Linked DNA regions of Mus musculus: regions 2 and 3 are each linked to region 1. A link is a contact called in public HiChIP or PLAC-seq and promoter capture Hi-C data. All regions are on one chromosome and are shown on one strand. Each heading gives the region's core, a stretch centred on a gene start, on an enhancer-like site or on the middle of the called end of the contact. The rest is flanking DNA. Distances are from core to core; before and after follow the strand shown. Region 1 holds the start of Ggta1 (glycoprotein galactosyltransferase alpha 1, 3). Region 2 holds the start of Crb2 (crumbs family member 2). Region 3 holds the start of Strbp (spermatid perinuclear RNA binding protein).

What was found. Promoter capture Hi-C pulls out the DNA fragments that hold promoters and counts their contacts. HiChIP or PLAC-seq counts read pairs in DNA pulled down with a chosen protein or histone mark.
Region 2: a contact with region 1 is called in an H3K27ac HiChIP or PLAC-seq map of epiblast stem cells, with 14 times the contacts expected there. The contact joins the promoter of Crb2 here to the promoter of Ggta1 in region 1. A contact is called at or near these places in 1 of 39 promoter capture datasets (the C10 cell line), 1 of 484 Hi-C or Micro-C datasets (B cells) and 1 of 115 datasets of contacts at active chromatin or transcription factors (epiblast stem cells).
Region 3: a contact with region 1 is called in a promoter capture Hi-C map of pre-B cells, with 5 times the contacts expected there. The contact joins the promoter of Strbp here to the promoter of Ggta1 in region 1.

Annotation. Positions count from the first base shown.
Region 1 is chr2:35,459,327-35,463,070 of GRCm38.p6, reverse strand. Ggta1 (glycoprotein galactosyltransferase alpha 1, 3) reads left to right here and starts at 1,622. Exons shown (of 8, transcript NM_001145821.2): 1 at 1,622-1,876.
Region 2 is chr2:37,774,640-37,778,383 of GRCm38.p6, reverse strand. Crb2 (crumbs family member 2) reads right to left here and starts at 2,135. Exons shown (of 13, transcript NM_001163566.1): 1 at 1,938-2,135. The coding sequence starts at 2,043.
Region 3 is chr2:37,701,675-37,705,418 of GRCm38.p6, reverse strand. Strbp (spermatid perinuclear RNA binding protein) reads left to right here and starts at 2,074. Exons shown (of 18, transcript NM_001379315.1): 1 at 2,074-2,227.

The sequences.
Region 1 (3,744 bases), core at 373-2,872:
TCACCCCAGAGCTCAGGACTGGGAGACCTAGCCTAGTAAGCATCCATGGGCAGTCCTTAGCCTGTAGCCCGTGGCCTTTCTCCTTTCTTCCCAGAGAAACACCCAGTGTGGAAAGACCTTCCAGGCTCCCAGGTGTCTGGCTGTAAGCCAAGCCAGTGTCCATGAGACCTTTCCTCATTGCATAGGGTGTCGGTTCCCCACCCCATCACCCAGTAACACCCCCCCCCCCCCACACACACACCCGTAGTTCCTCCTCTGCAGCCCCTATCACCATGGGCAGGTCAGAAGACACAGGCGGCCGTGAGCGATTTCTTTTCTTTTTCTTTTTCTTTTCTTTTTTTTTTTTTTTTGCTGGTTTCAGGCTTTTTTCTGCCTGAGTGGAGATGAAACATCACTCCTCCCACAGATGGGAAAGAGGTGCAGGTTGGGGTAAAGTGAGGGACACCCGATGCATCACACGTGCATCACGCCGGACGTTGTGTTGGGGGTGGGGGTGGGAGTGGACTCTCTAGGCTCCCACTCCTCGGGTCGGCGCACGCCACTTGCCTGCGCCCTAGGCCGCCGAGCTCTGCAGGGGCCAGAGGCGCGCACCCCACCCGACACACCCGGACAGAGCAGCGGCCGGGTCTCCTACAGCGCAGGGCGCCGCCCGCCCGCCCGCCCGCCCGCGTGGTCCCGTCTCCAGCGCAGCAGACAACACACACCCGGCCTGCTTTTGCGGATCAGGTGGGTCCCGCCGGGCGTCTGACACTGAAGCCACGCGAGGGCTTCAGTGGGGAGGAGGTGTGGGCGAGCGGGAGCGCCGCTATTCCGGCCCAGCCCTACCTCGGTCCTTGCTTTTGTCCTGGTCACTCGATCATTTCCTCTGTATCCACTTCTGAACTCTAGGCTCTGTCCCACCCTGAACAGTGTCGCTGCATCTGTTTGCTTACTGGGGTCTCCCGCCACCTTCCCTCGCTATCCGAATAGCTGATATTCAGGGCAGCACAGGGCAGCACAGGGCAGGGCAGGGCAGGGCAGGGCGAGTAGGGCAGATCAGATCCTGGGACCACCGGTACTAACCAGTGAGTGTAGAAAGCAGGAGGTGTCTTTTCCTACTGTAGTTAGGACAGGGCGGGTTGGCTCTTCTTATGGACAAGATGGAAAAGGGGTGCAGGTAGGGGCAAAGTGAGAGACACTCGAATTTGAGAGACAGACAGACTCCTAACAGTGAAGGAAGGACCAAGCCAAAATCAAGCCTGGGCAAAGTCTCAGGCACTAACTTTGCTGTGTTGGGTGATGGGAGGTAATCTCGTCACAACTTTTCAAACCACCTCGTTCCCACTGCAAGGAGACACCATCAAGTGTTTGAAGATGGCAGGGGAACCTCTCAACAAAACACACACACAAACGTTTTATTATTTTATATTTATTTTGCATGCAAAGTACTGTGTTTCATTATGGCATTTTCATACATATGCGATTGCACAAACTCTTGAAAATCATCCAAGAAACAGCAAAGCGGGAAATAATGTTGTGGGGGGGGGGCGCGGAGGAGAGAGAACAGAGACTGGAGAGAGTGCTGTCCTCCTTGCTGCGGGGGCCAGGAAGAGGCTAGGAGGGCGGGGATGTCAACGCCACTAGCTCCTCCCTCAGGAAGGACCCCAGGGACTCTTATTTTTGTAGTTTTGCTTGTCTGGGCCACTATCGGCCCCAGAACAGATCTGACTGCCTCTTTCATTCGCCCGGAGGTAGATAGGTGTGTCTTAGGAGGCTGGAGATTCTGGGTGGAGCCCTAGCCCTGCCTTTTCTTAGCTGGCTGACACCTTCCCTTGTAGACTCTTCTTGGAATGAGAAGTACCGATTCTGCTGAAGACCTCGCGCTCTCAGGCTCTGGGTAGGCAAAGGCGAGGGGGCTCGCCATGGCTCGGGTTGTCCAGGGATTGGGGCATCAGGACTACGGGAGTCTCTGCCTTTTGATAGTGCTTCCTTACAGTTATTTTTGGGAGTAGTTGCTTCTTCCTGATGGGAGCCGCGTGCGGGTCCAAGCTATCTTTTGCAAGTAACAGGTGTCTGGTGACTAAATGCAGGGCTGAACACTTCACTTGGGATTACCTGGTTCCAGGGACTTTGAGTATTGGCGCAGGCCCCAAATGGCCTAGGAGGGGTACCTGGAGACCCTGGCTCCTGCTCCTGTGATCTTACTACATAGAACCGATTCTTTTATTTCTACTTTCTGTGTTAGGAACGCCCCAAGAGGATGTTTTGGGGAGGCCTCCTGTCCCCATTCCCTGTGATTAGGGTCAGTTTTCAGTGGAATGCCTGAGATCAGAAGGCGGGAGATCAATTGATTACTGTCAATGGCCCCCTGTGGCTAAACTTTACCGGAAGCTTTCTCAGTCACAGAGCAGGAAAGGCCGCCTTGCACTGGCCATACTGACTCTGAGCAGCCATTTGCCCGGTTTCTGACACTTCTGAGCCAGGGGCTGACCATGGGTTTTATTCCCTGTGCACTTCTGGGTCTTGGTGAAACTTTTAGTGTACATGGGTCTCTTAGGTTCCCCAGCCTAACAGGATAAGCTTGGCACTGTTGGCTGGATTTATAGAGAAGGAAATCAAAGTTGGGAGAAGCCAAGTCACTGGTTTATGGGTGCTCAGGGTTTGGATTGAATCTGAGGTTGGAATGCACTCCAGCCAGCCTCTAAGGCTTGTGTGCTTCCTGTTTGTTTGTTTGGAGTGTGTGGTTTTGTTTTGTTTTGTTTTGTTTTGTTTTGTTTTGAGACAGGGTTTCTCTGTGTAGCCCTGGCTGTCCTGGAACTCATTCTGCAGACCAGGCTGGCCTCGAACTCAGAAATTCCCCTGCCTCTGCCTCCCAAGTGCTGGGATTAAAGGCGTATGCCACCACAACCTGGTTGCTCACTTTCTATTCAGCATCTCCCACCATGGCAAGAAAACGACTAAGGAACAGATGGCATGACTCTGGGGGGAAGGGCTGGGGAGAGTGGAAGGGAAGAGGTAGTGGGTGGGGCTGAGCATTTCAACAGGTGCAGTTCAGGTATAAATATTATTTTTTGAAGTGAATATGCTTTCTGATAAATAATCAGGGGTCTTTACAAGTTATTTACTAATTTTTAATTACACTCTAATTTACGTACACTAAAATACATAAACCGTAAGCATTCTTGGTTTTAATGAGTTGGAAGGTTTTTAGAGGGACAGTCCTTGTGTTTGGTCTAGGCTGGTCATTTTCTGAGAAGTGGCTGAAGTCTTGTGTGACAAAACTTTTGCCAGGGGATACAGCACACCTGTCTACTCACCTGGATAGTGAGTCCAGGGCAGACCAAAATACGGATACCACCAAAATCCAACTTGGCGGACCCCAGAGCTTTATTAATGTTATTTATGGGAATATAGGTGAGGGGTTACTTACAGAAGTATACATGACTCATGGATAGCTGTATCATCAAAGGACAGGTGACAAGTCACAAAAGCTGGGAACCTGGAGCATAGCCTTCAGATAATTCAATAGTTGGAGAGTACCCTTTCCAGGTAACTGATCTAAACCTGGTCTAGGCAGTCCAGCTGGTTTCTGCTTCTTCCAGGCAGCTGGTCTGGTCTCAGAGTCTTCTTTGCAGCTCAGCTTCTATCAGTCTGAGAGTAACTCTCAGTTTTTATTGCTTGCTCTTGTAGGGAGGGGCCTAGTGAATCTGGTCAGTTTCAGGGACTTCCTGGATCTGTTTTTTGGTTTTTTGTTTTTTTTTGTTT
Region 2 (3,744 bases), core at 886-3,385, 2.3 Mb before region 1:
TCACGCATCAGCAAACCTTCCCTGGAGCCCAGTAGCCAGCAGACCCCACATTATTTAGAAGTATACAGAGTCCCTGTTGCTCTCCTACCGCCCCACCTCTTAAGTTGGAGGAGGGGCCAGGTTTGGGGAAGACTGGCTGCCCCTTTGTGCACTGCACTCCCTGGGTGTTCAGGGAAGGGGTGGGGGTGGGAACAACTCGACATGTTCCATTGTAGTCCAAGATGCCTTATCCTCTCCATAGCAACCAGCAATCCTCTGCTGTGGAGTGGCTGGGATGGAGGGGCCCAGCTCAGAGCCTGGCAGGGAGGGCATCGGGTCTGGTCCAGAACTTTCATCTCCTCTGGGATGGAAATTAGCTTTCAAGTCACAAAGTCCCTAGCACCGCCCTTTGCTCAGTCAGCTCTGGGTAATCGTGCTTGTAGAGCCCCCAACTCTAGCTTCAGGGATCCCCAGAGATGGACTCTGCACACAGAATTCCCGGGGCAATGGCCCCTGAGAGCCTGTTGGAGTTCTGGGGAAATATACACCACTGTTTGCCAATCTCACAGACCATATGTGTGTAAGTGCATATAAGTCAATGCAGGCCTGCTGGTGTGTACCTAGTGGGTGAATGCAGCCATGTGCTATGTATATGATGATACACAGTAGGTTCATTAGCAAGTTCACCAGTGAGCTCACAGGGGAGACCTGGCATGTGCCTGTGGACACCTGTCCTGTTGTAGTATGTACCCTAGTCCCTGCCACACATCTGTGCAGCTGCCATGGGCATCTGTGTACTGCATGTGGAACAGATCCAAAGTGCACAGCCCAGAACCTCACGCCCTAATGTACAGACAGCCTGGAGTTGCCTGGTTTCTCCACCCTCATTTGCCTCAGGTACCAGCTTCTTCTAGGTCCCTTCCCTCCTCAACCTTCATTTGGTTTCCTCCCTAAAACAGGTCCTCGCTGTACCCAGGGTCCTCATCCTCCCCCTTTCCACAGAGAAGAGGCAATAACGGCTTTGTAGGCAGGCAGGGGGAATGCCACTGGTGGGGTTCACCTATTGCAGGGGAAGCCGGGCCCTCCCTACTGCCCTCGTAACTATAGTGACCAAGCCAAAGCGTCCTCCAGACCCCCCAGTAGGAATTCCAGGCTCAGTGTTGAATGCACTTGGACAAAGCCAATGTACTGGCTGCCTGGGCTGGCTTCAGGGAGCCCTTCCAGCATAGTTGAGGAATGCCAGAAACCTGCTGCAGGGACACACACGTATGATCCCGAATCCCTAGCCATTCCAAAGACCCGGAACAGCTCTACCGGTTGCCCCTCAAGTGCTGGCAGAGGACCCATAGAAGGGAGCAATGAGGGCAAGCTCTCCCCTAACCCTGGTTCTCTTCCCCCTCCCCTATCTTAATCTAGCCCCACCCACACCCACACCTCCCGTTGCCAGGAAAGGCCAGTTGAACATGCCGGACAACTTACAGCTAGTTCAGCGAGGACACAACTCTCAACAATCAATCCCCTCAAACAGAACGTCCACCCACCGGGCAACTTTACATGTCACCTGCATCCCAGGTCAACACGTGACTCCGGCAGACTCTATGGAGATTGCCTGAGTTTGCTGAAACTTCTCCAATTCACGCATTTCCATCTATCCCGGCACGCTTTCCCTAAGTGGCTCCTCACACCAAGATTCCCAGCTTTTCCCTCAACACACTACGCCACACCACACCAGCTCTCCCAGACTGGCTTCTACAGACCACACCAGCCCTCATCCTCCTGGCCCCACCGCATAGACTCCTCAGTCTGAAGCCTCCAGAACACTCCGAGCTCTCCAAGTGAGTCCCAAGACACCCGCACTGTCCCCACACTGTCTAGGGCCCGGGACACTCTTGCCTCTAGCATCACCATTCTCTCAGGCCAGCCCAGCCACGCTCACCCCCAGGCCCAGCCACACTCACCAGCCGGGACCCAAGGCAGCAGCAGCAGCAGCAGCAGTAGCAGTAGCAGCAACAGGGGGTAAATATCTCGTCTAGGGCCCCAAATCCTAGGCCCCACCAGCGCCATGGCAGCCGGCTCTGCCTGCCTGCCTGCCTGCCTGCCTGCGGGAACCCTCTGCTCGGCGGGCTCCGCGCCCCTGCGTCCCTCCAACCAGCACTGACGAGGTGGACAGAGGCCCGGCCCCTCCTCCAGCCCTCCCCCTCCGCCCCGCCTCCCACTGCTCCTCCCCGGACAGGATCCTCCCGGAGGGTCTGACCCACCGCTCCTCACAAACACCAGCCCCTTCGGAGGCCTCAGCTCCATCCAGGCAAGGCCCTGGGCCTGACCCTGGGTCTCAGTGCACAAGCCCTCTTGCCAGGCGGTCCAGTCCATGGGGCCAGCCAAGATTCCTGGGGCTTGTCCGACTACCCCGCAGTTTCAGGCCTGCCTTGCTTGAGCTCAGAAGCGCTCCCATCCGTCCTCACTTAACCTGCCCCTTCCACACCTGAGATAACAAGGCTCCTCCCCTCCTATCACAGGGGCTCCTGTCCTCGCTGCCCACTAGGTCCTACCCAGCCACACAGATCCTGTTCTTGTGACTATCAGTAAGGTAGTAACTGGGCCCCAGAGCACGTGCCCCCTGACTCCCTTCTATCCTTCCCACCCCCTCACCAGCCAAACGGAGCCCTTTCGTCTCCCCATTTGCCCTTGATCTTTGTCTCTGGTGTTTGCAACTTTAGAAATGTCCCTGCTGTCCAAGGCGGACCTTTCCGCTGAGTGGCTGCTCTACCGAAAATAGTGCTCCGATGCTGTTCCCACCCTTCTTCCTGAAAAGTCCTTCTCTTTGTCTAACCTCACAGTCACATGTTGCACTGGGTGGAGCCAGGAGTTCTCATCATCTCAAAACACACTGGCACATAAAAAAGCATCTCTTCTTCCATGGCCTGCTGCCCCAAGTGGGGCAGCATCTTATTTTAAAGGGAACTACCTTCTTGAAATGAGCCCCTGGCAGATGACAATGTCTGGCCCAGGTCAGTGATGGTGGATTCTGTCCCTGAAGGCTCTGGACTCTGCTGTGTCTGGCAAAGTAGCAATTGGGGGCTATGGCATGTCCTTGGAGAAACATCAGGTGAGACAATGAGCATCACAGGGTATCGGTAGCCAGCCAGAGGGCTGCTGGTTCCCCTGGGTCCCCAGAGCTCAGGAAGAGACTGAAACCATAGGCCTGGCTAACCAGCCCTGTAGCCTCTCCAGAATTAGAGGCCTGCCCTGTTTTCTGGGACACCCACTCCAGTTGTCTCTTGACCTGGAACTCCCATCGCTAATCTTGAGGAAGTCATGCTCCACTCTTGGGGGAGCACAGCTAAACATATAGGCACCTAACATGCCTGAATGACACGGAGTTTACTCGCTCTCAGTCTATTGTGTCTGTCATCTGTAAAATAGGAGTAACAGCTCCAGCCTCGTGAGACTTTACAGGGCAGTTGTGCTTTGCTCCAGGAATATGAATGGCGCCAAGAATATTAAATAGCAGGACCCTGGGGGGTAGCTACAGGGATGGGAGACAGGGGAGTGGGCTGTGAAGAGGAGCCAGGCAACAGACAGGGACTGGTTCACCCAGGAGCCCACCCCCAAGCACTAATCCCGAAGCTGCCACCTGGTGGTCCTTTGAAGAATGCAGTGGACAGAGCGCGCCTGGAGCTTGGATTGTCATAGGAGGTCAAGGAATTCAGGGATACATCTGAGAGCATGGAACTGACTGCTAGTGGTTGACTTGGTAGAACTAAC
Region 3 (3,744 bases), core at 825-3,324, 2.2 Mb before region 1:
GAGACATCTAGCCTACCCTCACTTGCTTGTTTTTGTCCTGAGTGTTTGGAGTTAAAAGTTCAATAAAAAACAAAACAAGAGATACTATTGAATCCTTAATGCCATATATTCTGCCTACTTAAAAAATATAATTTATAAGTGTTAGAATTCTAAGGGCCACATATGTTAAATGTAGTCTCACTGACTCCTAGTAACAGTACTCTGAGGTATGCAAAATGACAGATGAGGGCTCTAAGACCTAGATCTGTCAAGGTCACACAGCTAGTGCACAGCAAACCTGTATTGTGCACTGCAGTGTCTCTTCTCCCCTGGCAGACTTCCTTTTATACTGTAAAACCCAGCTTTAGTGATCTCATCCTCTGTGTATGTGGTCTTTCCTAACTTTACTCAGGCAGAGGGATGAACCTTTCCTCAAGATGCTTACAATCCAGGGAAGAGACTGAGCTAAACTACAGCTTGGTGACATAACAAGGCATTGTTGAACTGGTGATGCACAAGCAGGAAGAGTCTGGACCTGTGTCTCAGGGCAGTCAAGGGGCTCCAGATGGAGTATGTTCTAAACTGATAGAACAACCAGGTTTCCAGAAGGCTAGAATGAGGTGCCAATCAGACATAGTGATCTGGGGCTTAGCATAGACTTCAGGGATATGTTACAGACCTGGGGATAGCTAGGAAAGGACAGCTTTGTTGTTAATGAAGTGTCAAGGAGGGGCAATGGGAAGTGTGTATGTCCTGAAGTTGAAGGCCATACTCAAAGCTTTTTAACTCTAAGTATTAACATATTCTGTGAATGAAGTACTGAGGTCATATATTTTGGTAGTGCTGTGGATGCAACCCTGGACTTTGTCCATGTCAGGCAAGTATTATTGAGAATCATTTCCAGTCCAGAGCTGTTAATATTTGAGTCTGGTACAGGAGCAAGATGAGAAGGGGACCTACCAGGGGGAGTGTGGGAGGTCAGTCCCCTACTGTCTGCTCAAATTAAGTGGGGTTCTTTGCTAGGTTTGCTTTAGGCTAAGGACCTTGACTTATTCTTCAGTGCATTCTAGCACCCTGCCGAGTGTGGAGCATGCAACACACACTAAGCATGGGCTGAACCCCCTGGGAGAATGCTAGGCACTAAGAAGATGCCAACGTAGAGCTGTAAAATAAAACTTGAACCTTTTATTTCTTTCCCAGTACCACCGTTGGAACAAAGTGGGTAGGTGTTTAGCTAGACTACTCCAGACCTAAGGAGGGAAATAAGGAGGGAAAGGATTTCCCGGGCCATTAAGGGTGGAGTAGGGAGAGGAGATTTTGATTTTTGTTCAGTGCTTGCTATGTGCCAGGAAAATTCATATCTATTGTTTTATGCCATCTGCTCAACGGCTCTTAAATAGGAATTACAGTTTTAGTTTTTGTGAAGTGGAAACTGAAGCTCGAGCGGTTCGGTAACTTGGCCAAGGTCACACAACCGGCAAGTGGGAGGGGGAGCGAATCAAGGAGGGATCGGAGTCTCTTACTCAGCCAAGGTACTGCCTGCCCCTCCTCCACCCGGGAGGCATTGCGGCGCTTACTCCGTTAGCGTAAAGGCCGAGGCTGGAGCTGGAGAAGCATCCCGCACCGGGACGCAGAACCTGGGGAAGCCGGCTCTCATTGCGGCCGGGAGCAGCTCTCAGAACCTGCAGTTACGAAGTTAATGCGCGCTTAGCTCTTTTCAGCAGTTGGCCTCCGCCCAGCAACGCTTACCGCCGCAGGCACAGCGGGGCTCAGGTACGGTTTGCGGCCCGGGCTAGGCGCCGCGAGGTGGGCGGGACGCAGTTTACGTAAGCGGTCTCGCAGGTGCAGGCGGCGGCCGCGGGCCTGAGCGCCCTGCGCGCTCCCAGGTGCGCAGTTGACGCAGGCGACAGCGCGGCGCGGCGGCGGCGGGCGCTGGCCGGAGCTCTCAGGTGCGGCAGAGCGCGCGTGCAGGGGGCGCGCGGAGGGCGATGGGGCGGGCTTTCCGTTCCCCAGCAGCCGCGGGCCCCGCCCCCTGGATCGGCCAATGGGCGTGCTCGGCGGCGTCACGTGCTTGCCGCCGCCGCCGCGGTCGCTGCCGAAGCCGAGCTCGGATCCGCGAGCGCCACCAAGGCAGCAGCCGCCGCAGCCGCCGCCGCTGTGCTGAGGAGCCGGAGACGCGGGCGGACGAGGTGGCGGCGGCGGCGGAGCGGGAGCGGGGAGCGGACGCGGGCGGAGCGCGGCGGCGCGGGTAGGCTGCGGCGGGGCCGGCGCCTGCGCGGCGGGCCGTCCCGGGCGGGCGGCGGTTGAGGCGGCGGTTGAGGCAGTTGGCGGAGGCTGCCCGGGCCCCGCATTGTTTGTTGTGCGTCCTTAGCAGCGGCGGCGGCTGCTGAGGCGAGGAGCGCGGCGCAATCCCAGCCCCGCGGCTTGAGCTTTGTGGTCGCCGCCGCGGTACCCGGCCGGTCCGCGTCAGGACTGCGGGTCGCCTTGCTTGCTTTCGGGGTCGGGGTCGCGGGTCCCGGCCCTGAACCTCCCGAGGGCGTGGGCAGCGTGCGGGGCGCCAGCTCTGGGGAGGTGGGAGGGTTCCGGACTCGGGGCAGGTGCTGGAGGACGTTGCGGGCAAGAGCTGGGGAGAGGCTCGGGGGGCGGGCACAGGGTGTGGGCAGATTTGGGTGTAAGGGAGCGTTGAGGGACCCGGCCCCACGGTGACCAGGGCCTCAAGGGCACGCCTGGGGGACCCATGGGGGCCTAGGTCGGGCTCGAGAGGGAAGGAGGACGTTCCGTTTGGGGATTCGGATGGGTGTGTAGGGGGATTTGGGGCGGGCAGGGGCAAGTGAGGTGGTGGAGGGAGGGACAAGATGGGCACCTCTAGGCAGAAATGGAAGGAGCAGATGCCCTGGTTAGCGCTGCTTGTGAGGGGCAGAGAATGGGGCAGGCAGCGGGAAGGCCACCGGACGCCTGAAGGGAAATGGCGGAGGAGGGGTCCGTAGCTGGGAGTGTGGCGAGCAGGCTGAGCCCCAAAAGATGGAGGGAAGGAGTGTCAGAGGAGGGGGTTCTCTCAAATGGTGGCGGTTGAAATTGAGGGTATTCAGGCAGGAGATGTCTGTCTGTGTGTGTGCGCCCAGGACGTCAGGAGTTCCCTAGTGAGTATCTGGCTGGGAAGTATGGAAGGAGACAGGAAGGGGTTGACAGGCTTGGGGAAAATGGCTTGGTTCTGTATTCAGGGTAGAGGAGGATAGAGCAAGTGGGAGGAGGAGTGGTTTACACAGGTACTGAGTTTGAGGGCTTTGGGAGAGAAATGGGGATAAGGAGGTTATGTGGAGGTTTTAGGTTGGGTGGAGAGAGATGTCAAGGCAGGAGGTGTGTGTAGCAGTAAAAGGGCAGCAGAAGTGAGTGAAGCGGAGGGTGTTTGTGTGAGAAATTCTAGTGGGCACCAGCAGAAGAGGAAACCTTGAGGTTGGGAGCACCCTGGAAAGGGATGGGGTGTGTGGCAGGATGGAGAGTGGGGTGGTGAGCAGAAGGGAGGGAGAGGAAATATGGGAGTGGTAGGTAAGGTGTGTGTGTGTGTAAATGGAAATATTCCCAGGGCAGGAGGTGTGGAGAGAAGTTGGGAATGAGGAGGAAGATGGAAGCGGGGGTATGTTTGAAGGGAAATCAGTAGTAGGATGTAGGGGGTATGTTTGAAGGGAAATCAGTAGTAGGATGTAGAGGAAATGAAAGGAGTAGGCAGGGGACAGAAGAAAGGGTATTTTGTAGTAGAAAATGTAA